Linked DNA regions of Rattus norvegicus: region 1 is linked to region 2. A link is a contact called in public Hi-C data. All regions are on one chromosome and are shown on one strand. The core of a region is the stretch at or near the end of the contact, and the rest is flanking DNA. Distances in the headings are between cores, read along the strand shown. Region 1 holds the start of Clock (clock circadian regulator). Region 2 holds the start of Exoc1 (exocyst complex component 1).

Region 1 (7,664 bases), core at 2,958-5,457, 250 kb after region 2:
GTAGAGTGACACACATTCTTAGGTGGTAACTTTATTACAGCCACACGGTCTTATATAGGGAGGTTTTTTACCTACAGTAGTGTCCACATTCTTATGGAACACTATTAGGACAGCACTACTGGTCACATGATCTTCCCCAATGAATCCCAGTTTATCCCTCCTTTGCGTTATGTACATCTAAAACTACTTTTTGACCATCTGCCTCCAATCTTAGTTGGGGACAGAAAACCCTTCCCAGTAGGCTTTACCGCTAATCTCAGTCACTTAGTCACCTCAGGTATTGAAATCCATGCTCTAAGTAGTAATAAAGTAGTGAATCATCTGGTAGGGGAGATGGTTGAAGTAAGACACAGAACATACATTAATCAGATGTATGCAAGTAATATATTATGGGAGAAAGAGTAAATAAGAAACTGGGTACTGCGTAGACAGATGAGTAGAAATACTTAAATCCTATGCCGACACTTGCGGGTTGAGGAGGAGGCTTAAGAATAGGTGTAGCAGCTTCTAGGCGGAGGTTCGCAGTGCTGCTGCCTCTGTCAAAGCCTGTCGTGGGCAGGGATCAGCCAGGAATCGGAAAGACGTTTCTGGAATGTTACAGGAGCAAATGGTAGGCTGTGAGACTGGAGGGCAGGCATGGGGCAGACCAAATAAGGCATTGTGGCCGTGATTAAGCACGTGGATGCACAGAAGGAGCTCTGTGACTGCTCTCACATGTACTTTCTCCTTCTTTTATAAAGACAGGGCCCTGCACGGATTACAAGTGAGTACCACTGTTAACCACCCAAGATAGCAATGCATTCTTGTTTTAGGGGCATACTTGAGACATCAAGTAGCTAATGGGACATATGTGTATGAAGACTGAAGGGGGGACATACTGCAGGCAAATGCCTGCGTCAATGTAACCATTCCCAGGGACCCAGCGGCAGACTGTAAAGGTGGACAGCCATCATCCTCACCACCTAGAGCCACCGTTCTCCCAAACTCTCATCCTTAGATCCTGTGGGTAACTCTCCGAAGCGCCTTGGCTTTCAGTATCCCCCAGCTTAAGGCAATAGTGACATCCAAAGCCTATACTTTTGACATGAATTCCGTAATGCCACATATATTATTACTGAAAGTCCCTCTGTTAAAAAGACTGGAAAGAATCTGAATAATAGAGCCATGGGATTTAAACACCTCGACAGAACTATTGCATGCCTGGATCTTCCAACTCATGTAAAAATATGCTAAGGCTAGGAGTGTTGGTGGCAGTCGTGAATGGGTTATGGAAGAGCAGACATTACTTTGTGATTAGTGGAACATATGCAACTAGGGAAAGGTTGAACAAAGAAGACAGCTAAGATCATGGGAGGAAACTGGATTTTAAAAACTGCCAAACAGTATCCCCAAGAATGCAATTGTGGTTCACAAACATTGGCCGAATCCCAACAGCTCCATAGCTCCTTCCTTGGGCTTAAGGCCCACACAACAAGAAGGAAACGGTTCCCAGGATTGGAAACCCAGCCAACTGCCTGGTGCTGGTGATGTCATGGATCCTGAAGGAGAACCTACAGCTGCCACATCGCCAGCCCAGTCATTTCTAACTACATTCTAAATCCTGATCCGTACGCCCACTATGCTCACAGATAAGGACAGATCTCACCCCTCATCAAAGAGACTTTTCCAAAACAAACGGAGGCCATTACAGAAAACCACCTCAAAATGCAGAGAACAGGTGACGGGTGGTGCCCAGCTCCCACTGCTCATCTACAACAGTTTCTGTACCTAAGGCTTAGGGCCATAGAGGATGAAGAGGCAGAGAGACTGTAATACAGACACAGAGGGAGGTTTGAAGTCTCAAACATAGCTAACATGGAAGGGGTAAACCTCTGACAAAACTACAGACAACTAAGGAATGCTAAAATCGGAAAGTGTTAGTGGCAGTCTTCCCTAGAGGAGAGCCCTTAAATTGGTTATCCGATATCAAGAGACATTATACAAACCAAGTGGGCTGTATGCTTATGTTTGGGAATACACACGCACTAAATTAGAGAAATAGGTTGGGAAGGACTCGAGGAGGTAGAGGGAAGGGGAAATGATGTAATTATACTTTAATTTCAAAACTGAAAGTGGCCAATACTTGAGATGGGATTTACATAGCAGGCAGTGTGGATAGAAACCCAGCTGCCTCTTCATGGTTCTGGGGATGGAGACTGTTATCTGCAGCTTACAGTTTTTACAGATGAGTAACTTGATGAAAAGGCAGCTGAAAAGAGGACTGGAAACAGTTTAAATGGCAGCAAGGCACAGGGCGTTTAAGGCAGTGGTTTGGAATTGGGAGCCTAGATTTAGGATTTAAGAGGCGAAGCTGTTTGCTGGAAACGCAGTGTGTGAAAGTTGGGGAGTAAAAGAAACTTTTTTTTAATGGGGGAAAAGTTGTAAACTGAACCGTGGGAAATAGTCAAACAGTGACAGGACTGAGCAGAAAGTCAAGGGATTATCACCAAGTCTTGGTAAATAATTAAACAGAGAATGTGAGCGAGGGAGGAGTCACAGGTGACTAAGAGGACAATGAAACCATTAAAGGGGGCAAAGGTCATCTTGAAGATGTATATGTATATGTATATGTATATGTATATGTATATGTATATGTATATGTATATGTATATGTATATGCATGTGTATGTATAAGTACTAGAGGAGCTAGAATAGAAAAAGAAACTAAATAAAACCCAAAACATCCGACCTAGGAAAAGCATTCAAATTCGTTTGGCTGTAACCAAATAGGTTACCTTATTAACCTTACCTCCACCCCATCCTTTACTACCTACCAGTGATCAAGACGTTGACTTGTAGGTGGCAGAAAAGCTCTTATTGGTTTTAAGCAATAAAACAAACACATTCAGGAATTTATTGATTAACTGAAATTTCCAAGGGAATCTAGCCCACATCGATTGCAGCGCTCATGCATCCAGGCTACTTCACTATCTTTTCATCTGTTTTCTGGTTTTTCCCTTCATGGTGCCTGCTCTTTCACTAGTCACACAAGAAAAGATTTTATCTTTTTCGGAACCAAACTCCTTGGAAAACAGTCTTCTTGGCAGTAATTGCCAATCTGAAACAGAGAACCCAAGGTCTCCTCCTCCAGTGTCCTGCCTGGACCACAAGGATTGAGAGGAGAATGGGTAAAGTCAATGAACCCGAGTAGCAGATGAATTCGGACAGCAGGAATTGTGCATTAAGAGCCTTCAATGGCGAAACGAACGAAGAATGAATGCACCAAGGAAAAGTTCTCCTGACAGGGTTCTGGCTACGTAGCCAGGAATTTGAGGATTCTCCTTCCTCTGAGTTCACACTGCTGGGGAGAATGGAGCTAATTTCCCTAGTTTTGAAGGTTTCTTTCCCCCCGAATATACATCAAGAACTTAATTATCATTGAGATAGACATTACCCTGGAGAGAGGATTTTTGGAGTTAAAGAGTATAGGTTAATGCCTTCTGTTTGATGTCCAAGTTGATTTTTAAAAGAAATTGCTATGAATTAGGGCTCTACGGACTTCTTCCCCATTAATTCGGGTGCAGTGGCTAAGAAACCAGTGTAAACTAGGGTCCTAGTTCATCCCTAGCGCCGTGCTCATCTTTTTGAAGTGTCTCTTGCCTTTTCATAAAAGGAGCAAACACATCCCGACCTTTTGCTTCTCGGCTACAGCCGAGGTCACTTGGGTCTTCCAAAACTATCTCCCAGGAGCCGCCAGTCTAGTGTGTCTTTAGGAGCCAGGAAACCGAGTCCCAGGCAGCCCACGCACTTCCAGGAGAGGAAGCCGAGCTTCGGGCTGGAGAATTCTAACTTGGCGTGGGCCAAGCTCTTTGCTTTCCCAGGGAGAGAGGAACCACTCCAGCCCGCGGCTCCCACTAGTAGGGAGCGCCGCATCTCGGGGAACCGCGAGCCGCCCTAGCCGCTGCGGGCGGCCGCACCCTCCGCTAGGCCGCGCCTCCCGGCCTGCGCCGAGAAGGGGGCTCAGGACATCCCAGCTGGCTTCCCTCTGCGGCCGCGGAGGGAGCTCTCGCCGACCTGCAGAGTGGGGTTTCCTCGGGCACCCGGAATCCCCAGGAATAGCGCGGGGCGGCGCGGCAAGGGGCTGCCTAACGGGGAAAGTCGCATGCGCGCCCGGCGCGCTGGGAAGGCGGCCGCGAGGGGAGGGGCGAGTGCAGAGCTCGGCCCGCTGCGGAGCCCTGCGCCCACGACGCATGCGCCGGGAGGGAGCGCAATCACGGACTGGGCTGGCGGCTACCGGCTGGAGAGAGGAAATCCCGGACGGCGAGAGCGCGAAGGAAATCTGGCCGCCGCCGCGCGCGCGCTCCCGGTAAGTGCGCCCCACCGGGTGGGCCTCGGCCGGACGCGCGGCGGAAGGCTGGCCTGGGCGGCGCATGCGTGCTCCCGGAGCCGGTGGAGGAGGGGAAGGCTGGGAGGGGGAGGAGCGCGGCAGTAGCGGCGAATTTTGAGGGGTGGGTCGGGGGCGCGCACTCGCCGCCCCGGGTGCTGCTTGCTCCCGGAGTCGTGGCGTTTCCCGGTTATCGCAGCTTGGCAGTCGTGAGCCCCGGCGGGCAGAGTCCCGGGCGGGGGAGGGAGGAAGCCGGAGCTTCAGGCGGCCGCACGGTGAGGACGCGGGAGGGCGCGGGGGGCAGCGTGTGGGGTCGGGGCTGGGGCTGGGGCGGGGGGCGGCAGCCAGACTGGGAGGCCGGAGCCGCGGCCGGTGTCCGGCGACGCGTAGAGCGCGAAGCTCCAGGGAGTCGCGCTCAGCGGGGCCTGCGCCAAGTGTCGCGGGGCCGCCGGGGTTACCTGCGGGGCAGGGGGGCGCGGTGGGTTCCGCGGCCCAGGGCCGCTGAGGCCGCTGCGCGCTTGAGATTGGGCGCGGTGCAGCGCGGGGCAGGCCGAGTCGGCCGCGGAGAGCGCTCGCGCCCGGGACCCGCTAGGCCTTGTGACCCACTTTATTCCTGTCACCACTCGGGCACGTTTGGAGCGGCGCCCAATGGGGCGCTGGGGCGGCCAGCTCCTCCGCCGAGCCCCCGCCCTCGCGGCGACCGGCGCGCGCCGCGATCCACGGTCCGAGCGGCCGCCGCCGCCGCCCAGGGCTGGTTCCGTTAGTGGTCGTGGTTCCGGGGCTCGGTCCGCGGGCTGCGCTGGGCCCCGGGCGTCCAACTTGAGCCGCGTGCGCCGCGCCGGGCCACGCTCTGCCTGTGGAGCTGGCCGCTCTGGATGTGGTCCTGGCTCTCCCGGTACCAGTAGTAGTGCCACGAAGTTTATATTCCTGTGGGTGTTTTCTGCTGCCGTGGAAGTCCGAGGTAGTCAGCAGAATCCTGAAAGATTAAGGAAGAGAGAGCTTTTGGTGTCTGACGTGACAGATGACAGTTCAGGTCATGGTGTTTTGGTATTACAATGCAGAACCATACAAAACTTGAAGGCTTTGTAGACGTTTTAAAAACAACAGCAACAACAAACCTCGGTGTTTTCTGTTGCAGTGAACGAAAAGCACAAGAAGAAACTTTTATAGGCATTGTTGATTTGACTAGGGCACCGATATCCCGAACTCACCGGAAAGGTAATTTCCCTCGATTGCATTGTTGTAGCTTTAACAGCTATTAGAGAAAAAAGATTGCAGACCATCCCTTTTCATATCCGATTGAAAAGAAATGAATAAGATATAACTTAATTCGTGGCTGTCTCTGAATCCCACGGTACACTTCAGATCTGCTTTGTTTTAAAATCTTAGGAGAAAGAAACCATGTGCCAAGCAATTTACTGACTGGCATGTCATTGGTTAGCTTGAAGGACTAGCATAGTCACCTATGAAAAATGACACAAAAAATTGCCATATAGTTTAAAAAAAAAACCAAGACGTAGAACTGTGAATTGTGTGCTATTGTATGTGTTGAGGGAGAGTGTCGTAACTATATATAGTCTCTATATGTCTCTGTCTGTGTATATAGACTACGTATAGTCTGTATTGCTCTTTAGTATAAGGAAGTCCTAGAATAATACTAGAAACCCAGTAATTATAGGAAAGAGAAGTGATTTGAAGAGGAAAGGGTGGAACATAAATGCTTTATGTGCTTATAATCTTATTTTTTAATGTTTTATGGATTCATAAACTTATTTTATAGGGAATTTGATCATTCTTAGTATTTTTTTCTCTTAATTTGAAAAATAAACTGGAGAAAGGTTTAGGATGAATTTGATTGTTGTGCACCCTTTACGATGCTGAAGTCATGCGCAAATTCAAAGCTGTAAAGGTTGTTTGATTGCTAATATTCAGTGAGAGCTGCATTTGCTGTTAGGGTTGGGTTGTGCTGCTTTGGTAGTAGAGTGTCTCCCATTTATATTTTTAAAAACTATATACTTTTATATTTTTTCCTTTTGTCAATCCCTACCTCAACGTTTGAACATTCTATTTACAATGGTAATAAACCAGTTTGTTCAGCTTAGTGTGCTTTTCTGGTGGGAAGCTATTATTTTCTTTAAAGAAGTCAGACAGGAACCCCAGTGAAATATAAACGTGTGTGTGTGTGTGTGTGTGTGTGTGTGTGTGTGTGTGTGTGTTTGTGTTTGAGTGTGTGAGTGTATGAGTATGTTTGTATATGTGAGTGTAGATATGTGAGTAGGCACATGTGTATGTGGTTATTTCTTAAGGAAAACAAAATCCAGGATAAATGTAAAACTAAACAGTTTGTGATGATTGAGTAAGCGTATATTAATGATGTTAACAGGCGCTAACTGTGGCAGCAGGGCTAAGGTTGAAAGGCTGTGTGAGAGTGGATGCAATTTTAGGGAGGGAATACTCAAAAACTCCCTCTAGTGATGATAATATTCTCTGGGAACTATTTACATAGCATGTACTCACTAGTATTTTTCATTTTGTAAGCCAGGATGTTTGTGTTTGATGCAGGTATGTGAGAGTCACTCCAGTGCAAAATGGCATTTATTTTTCATTTGAACGTCATGTATGTAGCTCTTCTCCAAACTTTTTAACGTGAATTCTATAAAATGAACGCTGTCTTTCATTTTTGTTGTGGTTGAGATAGGCTCTCATGCTGTAGTAATGTAGGCTGCAATGGAAATTAATATGTCGTCTAGACTGGCCTTGAACTCATGATAATCCTCCTGCCTCTCCTGCCTCAGCTTCCTGAGTATTAGGATGACAGGTATTTGTCACAGCACTGGATATATATTTCTGTTTCTACCTCGTGTCTTTCTCCAGAATAACTATTAACAATTGGGTGTGTAGCTTTCTGTATCTTTTTCTATGAATTTATAAATATGTCCACTTTAGCCTTATTTGAATTGAATTGATTTTTTTTTATGGTAAGTTTTTCTGGGGGAGTGGGCATTGTGTTGGGAAGTCTTACTAGCATGTAGTTCAGACTGGCCCATGGTGGAGGTAGAGAACTTCTTGTCTTGCTCAACCTTTTGAGTTCTGGGGTTATGCTTGACCAGTTATTGAGTTCGTAAATGATTGTTTGCTCTGTTTGTTTGCCTGTACTGTAAACTGCACCCCTGGACAGAAAGGACTTGGAATATGTCAGAAAGCTTTAACCTGTGATATGAATCTTAGGACATAATCCCTCTACCTCTGTAACTGTTGAAAAGGCTACCTGATATGGAAGCATTTGCAGTTTGGAGGGAGT
Region 2 (7,687 bases), core at 3,419-5,918:
TGAACACAAGAGAAAGGACTGTGGAAAACATACTTTGATGGCATCTTTGGCGTCTACCACAGCAAGGTCTCGCAGGGCCCAAGCAATCTGCCTTTTGTAGAAATCTCCCTTGTCAGATTTCTTGACTTTGACCACCTTCACCTGCACGGGGCGTTCAGTTGTCACTGTTGAACAGAGCACACAGACACGACTGTTAGCATGAGTCACCTACTCACTCTTCCTGTAAATGTGGCTCTTGGGGGCCTGGACAGAGGTCAGAGACTCCTAAAGGAATCATCTGAGTCAGATTAGAGGGCTGGAGGCAGAGAGATGCCTGAGAGGTACAGCTGCAGGCCTCTTTCACAGAGTGCAGGAGGAGAAATCTAACGACTGACACATTAAGTCCCTAGAGTCCTGAAAGCGCCTCACACCATCACAAAGAGCAACAGTGGGTAGTCAACCCTGACAGCACAAAGAAAGACGAGATGGCCAGGAATGAAGTCACTACAGAGGATGGGTGCTCAGCTTCTCAAGGACTGCGGTGGAGGTAGCAAGGGACGCCATTAGAGAAGTTACATGCTCTAGTTTCTACTTTCAAAACATGACTGGCAACAGAATGGAGTTTGGATCTGAAATGAATGCTGATACATTTAAAAAGCAATGGCTTTCCAAACAACAAACAACAAACCCCCAATACTCTCTTAAAGACCTTAACATACCCAAACGGACTAAAGGAGAGGTCCTCAACCTGGGGGCCACATAAGACCATCGGAAAACAGATATATAAAAACAAAATTACAGTTACGAAGCAGCAAGAAAAACGTTATGATTGGGGTCACCACAACATGAGGAACTGTGTTAAAGGGTAACAGGATTAGGAATATTTGGAAAAGATGTCCACTAAACTGCACTTGCTGGGCAAAAATGTGTCATCACCCCACCTCCCCACACTGGTCCAGCACTGCCACCTGCTTCTCCTGCAAAGTTTTCAAGAAGAGAATAACTCCAAGCACACAACCATTCTAGTGAGAAGGCAAGGGGCACGCACTGGTTATTTAATAACTATGGCTAACCAGCTGAAGGTAGCAAGAGGAAAACTACACACAAATAAAGAACATGGAAGCAAAGTCTTAAACCAGTATATTGCTAACAGTGTATTTAAAAAAGATACAATTTTGTTTCATCATATCTTACATTATAACTGGTAACAGCACACAGACGTAAGAATACCTTGTAACAAATATAAAAAGGTGCAAAACTTTAAAAAGAAAGTAGCAAGGCTTACCAACACAGAAAATAAGCATATTCATGGAAACAAACATCATTAAAAAACGCAAGTCCCTACAACTTAAATGATAGCTTAAAAGCAATCCCGACCAAAACACAATAAAATCTGAAGTATCTAGTACACATTTTTGCTGAATAAACACCGACCTGTGGCACACAGAAAACAGTTCTTTTTCTTTTTGCCTGCTTTGCAGACATTCACGATGCTCAGCAGGCGTTCGTCGTTGGGCGTGAAGATGTCTCTCTGTAGTGCGTGCTTGATTGCTGTCATCTTCTCTCAGCTGAAAAGCATTTAGGAGAAGGTGTTGAGCTAATTCACAAAAGCACCGCCCCCCTCATAGTGTTCCATTTATGACTCGAATGATAAATTCTTAATAAATACATAAACATATTAATACATCTATAACATAGAAGCATGGAGCTTCAAGTTTGGAAATGAAATCAGAGAAACCAGTACACACACACACACACACACACACCCATATATACATATATGCAAGCATACACACAGAGACACGTGCAAAAAGCCAATAAATATAGAAAAAATGTTCGGTATAGAGCTGGGGCGACAGCTCTGTTGGAAAAGTGTTTCCTAGTAATTGGAGGACACAAGTCCAATCTTGTTAGTTTCCAGAACTCATTTAACAAGCAGTGCATGGGGAAGCCTGCCTGCAACCTCATGCTGGGGAGGCAGAGACAAGCAGATCCCTGGAGTGCACTGAGCAGACAACTTCACCTATGGTTGGAGCGCCAATCTGGTGAGAGACCACGCACAAGAAAAGGGGGCGTGGATGGTGCTAAGGAAAAACATGTGCAGCCGCCCTTTGCCTATTGCAAAGATGCACACCAGAAACCCAAAAGGTTTCATACCATCAACCACTTGGGAAATACGACTGACATCTGCGGCAAGAATCCTACTTTCAACTGCTGGGAAGGCTAAAAACCCACAGGACACACAGCAGTAAGCAATGAGGAAGGGGCCTCCCCCACCCAGCTGGGAGGATCACAAATGGCAGGGAGGCTTTAGAACAGTCCTGCAGTCCCTTCTGCAAGTCAGGCATGCAACTGCTGTTATGATCCAGCCCCCGTCAACCACGGATTTAAAAAATGCCCTTCAGCTGGATCTTACGGGGGCATTTTCTCAATGGCGGTTTCCTTCTTTCAGATGACTCTAGCTTGTGGCACACCCCTTAATGTGCCCTAGGGCCCAGGTGTGACATTAAAGCGATACTCTATCCTATCCTCAAACTCAAGTGGACACTGCAGTTTACTGTACTGTCTCTGGGCTTTGTTCACTATTTTCCTCATTCTGAAATTCTTGTCACTGCAAATTCCAACTCACCCTCAACCATTCTGATAACACACTGCATCTTCTTTGAAGCCTTCCTCCTCTTCTGTTCCCCAGCTTACCTCTACTGGCAGCAGCTCTCCAACCAGTGTTTTCTAGCTAGTGCACTCTAGACCCTACTAAAAGCAGTTCTCTCTCGGCAAGGATCTCATCTTATCCATCTTTATATTCCTAGCATTTGCCACGAGGCACACAGCGAGTGCTTAGTAAACATTTAGGGAAATACTGTTGCACTCAACAACAGACCAGGGATAGTTCCCTCCAAGTTACCTCTTTCCAACTTTTGAATCTATAAGAAAACAACCCAGACTCAAACTCTGCCCTAGTTCATTGCTTCCTCCATGCCAACGTGAAATCTGTTAGCGTACGCAGTGACTTCTCCATCTACATATAATTTACTTTTCCCCCATCTGGCTACCAAGCAACCAAGATTTACTGCCTTTAAGTAATAGCACCTGTTACCTTTTTCTTTTTTTAAAGTTTCTACAAGTTCCCTGAAAAACTAGTAAATAACTTTAAACCAGTCCTCATTATACCACTGTTCTCAAGCCATGCCTTGCATTCAAAGCACTGTGTTGTTTCTGACTTGAAATCTTTGGTTAAGCACTTTCCCATGCAGGCCAGATTATCTTTTCCCTATTCAAACGTACATTTCTCCATTTGGATGAAGCTGACTCAGTAAAAGTCTTAATCCTCATTGCTCTTCCCATGCAAATGTCTAGAGCACTTACTGTATTTACGAGACAAGTGCTTGCTATCTAATGGGGACATGAGTATCATCTCCTAGGTCTCCACAGTCATCTCTTGGGAGGAGGAGGAGGAAGAAGAGGAGGAGGAAGAAGAGGAGGAGGAGGAGGAAGAGGAAGAAGAGGAAGAGGAGGAGGAAGAGGAGGAAGAGGAGGAAGAGGAGGAGGAGGAGGAGGAGGAGGAGGAAGAGGAGGAGGGAGGGTGCTCTAACACAGGTTTGTGTGTTGGGTACTTACTACAACCTCTTGGTGTAACCTGTTTTATTGAAACAGTAAAAACTGGTAAACAGAACAATTAACTCAGGCCAATATTCACCATACTAAAGACTCCGTGCATGGTAAACAGCCAAACAGCAGAGGACTGGTTATAACTCATAAAAGAAATTAGACGTAATTCAACAAATATTACTATTCACTAAGTGCCAGGTAGCACTCTGGGGGTATAGTGGAGAATCTGAAAGACATGAATGGGATGATGTAGAATTGTAACAGTCAGTCTTCTTTGGGGTTAGTGATGAATTCTCCAATGTTTATACAGAACTTTATATTATGCCAGTATTATTAATAGTGGCCTTCACAACTATTTACCAAGTCTAAAACCCACGCCCATATTCTGGGTTCTCTTTAGTTCTTCGCCTTCTAAAACCTCAAGGCTGCCCGTTACAGAGGCAGCTAACCTCTGTTCATCGCGTATCTTACTTCCTGCACCTTGATAGGGCCATCATTACACTGTGTGTCAGTGCAAGTGCCTTAGTGGGTTGGGCCCATCTACTGCAGTGACATCTCAAGACTTGTCATCCAAAAAACGAAAACTGCTCAGAGGCTGGGCAACGCCCTTTTAAGATTTATAAGGACATATTTGTTGATTTGGACCGGCAGAAGCCAGGTCACGTTCTCCTCTCCCAAACCACGCTAATTTGGCAAAAATGAAATCTGTCCCGGATGGGCGGAACTGAGGACTGACCCTAGGCTGCCTCCGGGCTCCGTCTTCTCCCAGAGCCCAGGACAGGAAGAAGTAAGGACTCAGTCCGGGCTCTGCAGCAGCGGTTCTGCAGCCCTGGAGGGCAGCAGGGTGGGTGGGCCGTGTCACTTGGGAGTGGCCGACCTGACGCAGATTGAACACTGCCTCCACTTAGGCTACCACCTCCAGGACCGCCGGTCCCCGGCCGGAAGCTTACCGCGAGGCCGGCCGGCCGAGGTTGGTGCTCCAAGACGGACTCTACAAGGGCGCCGGCAGCAAGAGCAGCTATGAAACGCTTTTCATTGAGCTGGGAAAAGAAGCGGCCAGAAGCCGCCACTTCCCGTATCCGGTCACGTGCCGCTCTGTACCGGAAGTTGATCTTGTGGAGCCGGAAACGGAGACAATGGAAGGGAACAGATTGACCAATGGACTTGGAGGAGGTCGAACGTTGCCTTGATGGGTGGGACCGGGCCAGACAGTGGGCGTGGAAAAGGCAAGGACCGAACCCGCAAGCTCGTAGACTGGTGGTTCTCAACCTGTGGGTCTTTCGCGGTCAAATGATCCCTTCATAGGGGTCACATATCAGATATCCCATATATCAGATATTTACATTACAATTGATAACAGCAGCAAAATTACAGTTATAAAATAGAAATGAAATAGTTTAATGGTTGGGACCCACTGCAGCATGAGGAAATGTATTAAAGGGTTGCAGCATTAGGAAAGTTGAGAACCACTAGCATAGATAACCACTGATTAGAGGAGTTGATAATGGTGGTATTTTCTTTTTCTAGATGTACCCATTCTGATATTTGTGGCAAATCATTTGAGAGCTCATTAAATGTTTTCTCCTTTGCATATGTAAAATCCTGTTAACTCTAGATTCTTCGGAGCACTTCAATGAGTTAAGTCAGAATCTCTGGGAGAGGAACCTAGACATCACTAGTATCCTTAATTTCTCCCCACTTAATTCCCATAACGTGTTTAGGTCTAGAACCATGTCACTTACGCACTTCATACTCTACCGGGCGGACTGCGCAGACCTTCCTGGGTGCTTTTTAGAAACTGCACCCGCCGGCTCACATCAGATACTGAAACAGAATCTTTGTTTTAAAGGTGATACTTGTTTCAGTGTGAGAGGCATGAATGATGCCAAGATTGTGAGCTATAAGACAAGTGATTCATTTAGGCCACATCCCTGGCAGGGATTGAGTGCTGGGAACTTTGATTTCCAGGTACAAAGGCCATTCAAGCTTTAATTCTATACTGAATGAGTTCATAATGAGGTAGAACTAGAAAAGGTGATTGCGAAGGCAGGATAACATACTCTACCAGGATGATCATCTCCTCCTCCTCCTCCTCCTCCTCCTCCTCCTCTCCTCCTCTTCCTCCTCCTCTCCTTCTCTTCCTCCTCCTCTTCCTCTTCCTCCTCCTCTTCCTCCTCCTCTTCCTCCTCCTCTTCCTCCCCTCCCCTCCTCTTCCTCCTCCTCTCCTCCTCTTCCTTCTCCTCCTCCTTCTCCTCCTCCTCCTCTCCTTCTCCTCCTCCTCCTTTTCCTCTTCCTCCTCCCCCTCCTTCTCCTTCTCCCCTTCCCCCTCCCTCTCTCGCCCTCCCCTTACCCCTCTTCTTTGCTGTTTTTTCTCATTAATTTATTTATTCACTTTACATGCCAATCACAGCCTGCCCCTCCTTTCATTCCCCACCTCCAAGTCTCTCCCTTATTCTCCCCTTCTCTGAGAAGGGGGAAGACCCCCTTGGATCCCAACCCACCCTGGGACATCACATCTCTTTAGGACTAGGCGCACAGGATGGATTTCTTAAGAAAATGAGAGATGAGCTATGCACAGTATTTTCACCATTTGTCTAAAGATAGACTTTTGGGAAAACTAGGAGAAATAATAAATAGGGACCTGTTTGTTACTGAGATTATTATCTTCTAATCAAAGATATTTGAGAGCAATCTCACAGGATCGAGTTCTATATTTGGGTAGATTTCTCATGTCATTCCTTCTGAGCTCCAGAGGGTTTGCCTTGGATGTCTTAACTGACAATCCCATTGGGTGGTTTTTTGGGAGGGGGTGGATTGTGGGTTGGTTTTTTGTTTTTGTTTTTGTTTTTTTTTTTTGCTGTCATTTTGTCTTTTTAATTGATTTTTTTTACCCGTATGTTACAATTCTCAGAGTTGAGAAGTGAGTGGTATTCTAGAAGGCTAGACTTCTCCTGAACTCCAGATTTGTGTATCTATTTCTCCACCTCTGATATTTCTGTTTGGATAACAGAACAGCAGTAATAATAATGATAATAAAATGTTTATATTAAATTATATTTATACTTAACTAATTTAATTACATACTTATATAAGTTATGTTCTATTTATATAAAAGATAAGCTATTTTATGTAAAAAGTAAAATAGATCATATTTAATAATTATATTAATTCTCCTTCTGTTCCCCTTGGATTTTTCTCTGTTTGGGGATTTGACCCTGGAGGGCGGGAATGAGAGGAGAAATGAAACATTACAAAAAGATGCAGTCAGAAGAGGAGTTTTGGTTGATCATCACCATATTTGGATATTTTCTGAATCTCTAAGGCCTTTTAAGAACATTATGAGGGATTGGGGATTTAGCTCAGTGGTAGAGCGCTTGCCTAGCAAGCACAAGGCCCTGGGTTCGGTCCCCAGCTCCAGAAAAAAAGAAAAAAGAAAAAAAAGAAAAAAAAAAGAACATTATGAATCTCTGAACTGTCTGCTACAGGCAAGAACAAAGGAATATTTGCATATCAGTCCCTTCTTTTGACCAAAAGTTAATAACACCCCCATCTTTAACTGCTCCACGTTTGAAATTGCACAGCTGCGAGTCTCAGCTTACACTCACATCAAGGATGTGTTGACACAGGAATGAGGGACAAGGGGACAAGTGTTGCATTTGTTCAGAGCTCAATAAAACCTCTTCAGAACAGGTTGCTGGAAACAGCAAATGTAATGAAAGAATTTGAAGAGCTAACAGCACAAAGACTGTGCCCCCTCCAGTCCAGTCTTTTGCACCCTTCTATCTGCTAATGCCGTCTATTGGATTTAAATCCCTACACAAGTCACTTCAGATGACCGGGCATGATGACGATGGACTAAACCTCTGAATCTGTAAGCAAGTTCCAGTTAAATGACTTCCTTTTTAAGAGTTGCTGTGGTCAAGGTGTCCAGCAGTGGAACACTGACTAAGACAGTGGTGTCCAGGGATTTTGTAGTTCTGTCTTCAGCCTGACGGTGCTGTAAAAAGGATTTGTAGGTTGAAGTAATAGTGATCGGGGAAGCTATAGTTTTGGTGATTGTGGACATTGGCTGAATTAATGAGAGAATGCTTCAGGTCAC

Evidence for each region. A called contact is a pair of places that touch in the nucleus more often than the background predicts.
Region 1: a contact with region 2 is called in a Hi-C map of liver, with 2.4 times the contacts expected there. The contact joins the promoter of Clock here to the promoter of Exoc1 in region 2. A contact is called at or near these places in 4 of 12 Hi-C or Micro-C datasets (frontal cortex, liver, mammary epithelial cells and 1 more).

The regions. Positions count from the first base shown.
Region 1 is chr14:32,258,543-32,266,206 of GRCr8, forward strand. It overlaps Clock (clock circadian regulator), which reads left to right and starts at 4,208. Exons shown (of 23, transcript NM_001389254.1): 1 at 4,208-4,345; 2 at 5,502-5,581.
Region 2 is chr14:32,009,459-32,017,145 of GRCr8, forward strand. It overlaps Exoc1 (exocyst complex component 1), which reads right to left and starts at 4,669. Exons shown (of 18, transcript NM_001401332.1): 1 at 4,539-4,669; 2 at 1,414-1,547; 3 at 34-164. The coding sequence starts at 1,537.